Linked DNA regions of Sus scrofa: region 1 is linked to region 2. A link is a contact called in public Hi-C data. All regions are on one chromosome and are shown on one strand. The core of a region is the stretch at or near the end of the contact, and the rest is flanking DNA. Distances in the headings are between cores, read along the strand shown.

What was found. A called contact is a pair of places that touch in the nucleus more often than the background predicts.
Region 1: a contact with region 2 is called in a Hi-C map of liver, with 5 times the contacts expected there. The contact joins two enhancer-like sites. A contact is called at or near these places in 1 of 5 promoter capture datasets (liver) and 5 of 47 Hi-C or Micro-C datasets (liver, retroperitoneal adipose tissue and skeletal muscle).

The regions. Positions count from the first base shown.
Region 1 is chr6:68,816,392-68,819,314 of Sscrofa11.1, forward strand. No RefSeq gene overlaps it. Among named protein-coding and RNA genes, the nearest start is that of SLC45A1, 120 kb to the right of the region's middle. Within about 2 kb of position 1,475, at least 37 of the 83 cell types and tissues checked have an H3K27ac peak or open chromatin away from gene starts, as enhancers often do. A contact at or near this core is called in liver, retroperitoneal adipose tissue and skeletal muscle, where this site is marked.
Region 2 is chr6:68,744,801-68,747,665 of Sscrofa11.1, forward strand. No RefSeq gene overlaps it. Among named protein-coding and RNA genes, the nearest start is that of ERRFI1, 64 kb to the left of the region's middle. Within about 2 kb of position 1,586, at least 29 of the 83 cell types and tissues checked have an H3K27ac peak or open chromatin away from gene starts, as enhancers often do. A contact at or near this core is called in liver, retroperitoneal adipose tissue and skeletal muscle, where this site is marked.

The DNA.
Region 1 (2,923 bases), core at 225-2,724, 71 kb after region 2:
CACCCGGTAACCAGGGCCCCCCAGGAAGGGGTGAAAGCAGACAGATGGTGTGTGCCTTCCTCTCCCCAGTTACAACCAGAAAGCGAAATCAGATGGAAGGGAGGGGACAGGACAGTCACCAGGGATTCAGCATAAGGGAGAAGCCGAGACACAGAGGGATCCTTGCTGGCAGGTGTGTTGCTAGGATTCCATGTGCGTGAGCACCTCTGGCTTTTACATGCCATTGGCATGAGCCACATCCGGGTACCCTCCCTACAGCCTCCCTGGGACTCCAGTCACCTGGTCCCTTCAGAGGTGCACTCCCACGACCCACTCCCTTACTGGGGTGGCATGTCACCTCATCACACAACGTCACACAACAACTAAGCCATGGCTTTTCAGAGTCTGGCTACCAAGGTGCGTGTCTGAGGGCAGCTGTTCCAACACTTTGGAGCTGTCGAAGGTCTGAAGGGTTTTTTGGGTTTTTTTGTTTTTTTCTTGTTAGGGCCACACCCACAGCATACAGAGGTTCCCAGGCTAGGGGTCCAATCAGAGCTACAGCTGCTGGCCTACACCACAGCCACAGCAATGCTGGATCCTTAACCCACTGAGCGAGGCCAGGGATCGAACCCGCATCCTCATGGATACTAGTTGGATTTGTTTCTGCTGTACCACGATGGGAACTCCCCTGAAGGGTTTATCAGTAGGAGTTCACGGCTGTGCATCTTCTGTCATAGAAACAATAGGTCAGCATCCAAGTCTCATTCATTCTTCACTGGGTTCCTTGCCGCACCTGCGATCCACCTGCAGCGCATCCTCTGTCTCCGCCTCTCTTGACCTCTCTGATGAAAATGTAAAGTTCTTAAAAACACCGGGATACAACACTCTCCAGGGATTTAATCTAATTACCCTGTGGGATGGGTCAGCGACACTCCCTGGTGAGGTCAGAGGGGTGCTCCAGTCCCAGCATCTCTTTCCCTGGGGGTCCCAGCTGATTTCTCTGCAACCTCTGAGCCGTAGGTGAGTGGCACTGCCCTCAAATGCCTCCTGTGGGCTTTCTCCCCTGCGTGTCTGAGCTCTTTCTACCTTATCTGGTCTCTGCTGGCACCTTCCAGAAGTCAGGCTAAAATACTGCAATGGAAGTGGGGTGATTTGGTGCCATAAGCGGTAACAGAAATGCTGCCCATGACAAGTCTGGGTTCAATAGACAATCTCCAAACGGGGGAGAGAGGGAGGGAGGGAGGGAGGGATGGTGGGGGGAAGGAAGAGAGAAAGAAAAGAAAGGAAGGAAGGAAGAGAGGGAGGGAGGGTAGAAGAAGGAGAAGAAAGAGAAGGAAGGAAGAGAAAGAATGAGCGAACGAAAGAAAGAAAGAGAAAGGAAGAAGGGAAGAAAGAAAGAAAGGGACTGCCTGGCACCCATCCCAAGCATTTCACCCACAAACTGGTTTAGGCCAGTGAGACAGGATGTTCTGCAGAGCAAAGATCATGTGATCACACAGCGTGAACAAACAGATGGTGTATCATTAACAAAATGCAAGGCTGCATTTCACAGTCTCTGCTCGGTGTCAGTGACCCAGGCAATTTAATTAAAAACATAAAAAAATAAAAAGTGACAAAGGCCAAAGTTTCATCCTGTTCAAATTCATCAACCACGTGGAGGGACTGCCTGAAATGCAAGCCCACACATCTGGCCCCCAGGAAGTGTGACCGGAGGGCTCCCTCTTTGTAATCAGATCTCTGGTTCTGCAGGGAGCAGAGGGAGGCGGTCCCGGGATAGAGGCCTGTCCCCGTACCCCCACCCCTACCCCATGGGGAAGAAAGGCAAGCTGCAAGCTGCAAGCTGCAGGGAGGACCAGGCTGAACACACAGTGAATCCTGAACACACATAAGAAGGTGGCCAGTGTCGCCTTGGATCTAAGCAGACTCCAGGTGGGCCAGGTGGGCTCCACCAAGGGTTGTCACCGGATGCCTCACTCTGCCATTGGCAGCCCAAGGTGATGGTCAGGGCTGTGGGCCTGGGGCTCCACCATCCCCTGGTGATGGGCACCTGACTGTGTTCTCACCTGTGGAATCGTGCCAGGGTTTTCCTCTTCGGAGGGATCAATGGGAAGAGCAGGTCAAGGCCCAGGACAGCATCTGACACCACGGCCTCCTGGATCCAGCTCCTTCCACAGAGGCTGCCTTAACCACCAGGGCTCAGCTGAGCCAGAACATGCCGGCCTCACAGGGGAGGGCATGGGGCACAGCAGGTGGCACCAAAAAGAAAGCAGAGGGGGAGTTCCCGTCATGGCTCAGTGGAAACGAATCGGACTAGGAACCATGAGGTCGCGGGTTCGATCCCTGGCCTCGCTCAGTGGGTGAAGGATCTGGTGTTGCCGTGAGCTGTGGTGCAGGTCGCAGATGCAGCTCAGATCCCGCGTGGCTGTGGCTGTGGCGTAGGCCAGCAGCTTCAGCTCCAATTAGATCCCTAGCCTGGGAACCTTCATATGGAGCGGGTGTCGCCCTGAACATACAAAAGACAAAAAAAAAAAAAAAAAAGGAAAGAAAAAGAAAGCAGAGGGACAGGCAGGGGCAGGGAGGGAAATGGAGCAGCAAGACATTCCCCAGAGTTGGCCGGTGGTGGTGCAGTGCCAGGGGGTAGGGGTGTCACAGCTGGCTGGCAGAGGTGCCAGCTTGCCCAGAGTTGGGTGGCATTTAGGACTTTGTCTTCAGGCAGAGGCGCCGCTGGTGCTCTTCTGGAAATGGATTTGATGAGGTGCATGTTTTCAAAGGCTCCTCTGAGGTCGTGTAGATCCTGTGCCGGATGGTGGCGGTGGTGCCAGGCCACCGCAGATGAAGAGGCCTGAGGGTTTCCCCCAGGCGAGAAAGCCGAGGGGGAGAGGTTGAAGGGAGTTGGAGATGGTGCAGGAATCCATGAGGACGGGTGCTGATGTTTTCAGAAGAG
Region 2 (2,865 bases), core at 336-2,835:
GGGGTGTATGTGACCGGGGATGTCAAAATGTTACTTGGACATTTTAGGAGGATGCGGGGAAAGGACCGACTGCACATCACCTCCTGATGCCAGAATATGGTACTCAGTGCATGTGACATATTTCTCCCTTATTTCTAATCCGCTGTTACATGTGATGAAGATAACTTGTATTTTTGAGCAATGTCTTCAAAACGCTGGCAAGGCTGACTTCTAACACATATGCCATGGATGAGTGTAGGCACATCGATATGGGTGATACTTATTTTTCCTTCTTACGCAAGAATTTCTCAAACAAAAGTGAAATCTCATATAATTTGCCACAATTTCTGATGAATAACGAGATGGACTGCAGTGGATCTTCCTTTTCTTTATTTCTTTCTTTCTTTTTTTTTTCTTTCTTTTTTTTTTTTTTTTTTTTTTTTTTTGTCTTTCTGCCTTTTCTAGGGCCGTTTCCCGAAGCATATGGAGGTTCTAGGCTCAAGGGGTCGAATCGGAGCCATAGCCACCGGCCTACACCAGAGCCACAGCAACACAGGATCCCAGCCACGTCTGCCATCTACACCACAGCTCACGGCAACGCCGGATCCTCAACCCACTGAGCGAGGCCAGGGATCGAACCCGCAACCTCATGGTTCCTAGTCAGATTCGTTAACCACTGCACCACAACGGGAACTCCTCCTGTATCATTTTTTATTAGATTCCACATACTAGTGATCTCAGGGTTTGTTATCTTTTAAAGCAAGATTATCTGTTCAAAGCATCTAGGAACTTAACCTCTACTGCTGCCAAGTGATTTTGTCTGCTTTCTGCAAGATGGGGCATCTTTCTGAAAGACACAGGATAACTGGTGTGACCTTGGTGATGAGAAGGGCATTAAAGGACTTCTGTCCATCAGAGTCAAGATGTTGGTGGTGGCTCCGACAGGGCCCCTTAACATCTTTGTTCATTCAACAGATACTTTTTGATCATAGACTGTGTTGGCGCCGCAGGGCATAAAAAAATGGTGGTAAGAAGACATAGTTTCTAGGGCCAATGAGCTTGTAATCTCACAGGGGAATAACCATCGAATCGGGCTATTTGTGATATGTGTCTGAGCAGTTAGGAGCAGCAGGTGGGGGGAGAATCCCCCATCCCTCCATCCTCCTTCCTGGGGAGGGGGGAAGGGAATCCAAAAGTTTGGTATTTGGATGTAAGGTAACAGGGGAGGGAGGCAGGGAGGAGACATCGGAGGAGCTCAACACGGGGTCTGTCCGAGTAACAGCGATTATGGACGGGAACACAATGGCAGGGATTCTGCTCCAAGCCTTGGAGACCAGCCCCCTGTCCCCGGGGTCCCTTGAACCCCGTCAGGTGTGTAACTGATGGAAGCACAGGGCTTCTCCCCACCTCATCCATTCTCCAAGCCATCTAATCACCACGAACACGATCCCATGCGTGGCTTCTGCCAGTTTGGATTTGTCCCCCCCCGGGTTGTCCGTGTCAGCTTGGCAGTGAACGTTGGTGCAGCCTTGGTGGAGAATAAAGGTCACGTACCTACGTGCTCAGTTCTAAATGGGCTGTAATTATACTCAGACGCCATCGTGACTCACCTCTCCCCTCATTAACTCCACCCAGCGAATTGCCTGTTTCATTCAAATGTGAAGTCACTCCATCCACTGTGCTTTTTAAATCTTGGCAGAGATTTAATGATAACTTTTTTTTTTTGGGGGGGGGAATCCAAACGTGGGGATGCCACAGTCTCATGGGAGCCCCCGAGGACTCAGAGGGAGAGGGAGATGCTCTCTCAAGCAGAACCAGGCTCTGTGTTTCTCTCTGAAACCCAGGATCTCCTCCTCCACAATCATCACTGGAGGTGAGAAGGGCCAAGGGTCGGGAGGTGGTGAGTGTGTACTTCAACCAGGGATCAAACAGCACAGCGGAGATTTTGGCTTCTTCGTCTAAATTGATGTAAACGCCTGGCGTGGGGGGAGAAGTCAAAAGCAAACATGAACGTAACATCCTGCTTTCAGCTCTGAGAGGCGGTTCACAGGAAAAGGCTATAAATCAGAAGGAGCTGGCAGCTTCTCCACCGTTGGCACAAGTGACATTTTCCACGGGGGAGTGAGCCGAAGTGCAGGAGGCAGGAAAACATCGGAATCCCTCCAAACGCCTTGTAAACCCGCGTCTCCACGCGCTCTTGTGGAGCATTTAACTACAGTTGGAAAGCTGGTTGTCAGCACAAAGGGGACACAGTTTTTGCTCTTGACATAAAATGCATGTATTTATTTGTCATCATTGCTAAGGTAATTCCACGGGTCTGCAGATGAGTATCTAGAATCCTTCAGGGATGCGTGGAGCTGTCTTTACAAAGAGAGGCTTTGAAGCCAGTACCCTTGGTAATGACATTGAAAGTAGTTTGTTCTCTCCGTAATCGTGACTTTTAAAATACTTTTAACTGTGAAATTTTCCAGGCATAAAATAACGACTTCCAGTTGCTTTAAGATATGCATCGGCTAAACAGTCGCAGGGTGCCCTCACCAGGCTTTCCAAGACCGTAACAATCTTAGTGAGGTCATTTTATCGCCCCATTTTAGAGATGAGGAAACTGAGGCTCAGGGCTGTTGCTTCACTTCCCTAACCTCCTACTAGGAAGTGGCAGAACAGAAACTAAAACCCAGGTCTTCAGGTTGTAAATGCTCTGCCCTTCCAATGTCACCCCTGTCCCGGGAGCAGAAACACTCATCTCTGAAAGGCTGAAACGAAATAATTTACTCTTAACCGAAGGGAAGGGATTTTAAAATCCTCTTGATGAACAGACTTCAGAGCTGAGGGCTGTTGGTTTCTGGATCCCTTCTCATCCATCAAACTCCCTTTGGGGTTTAATAT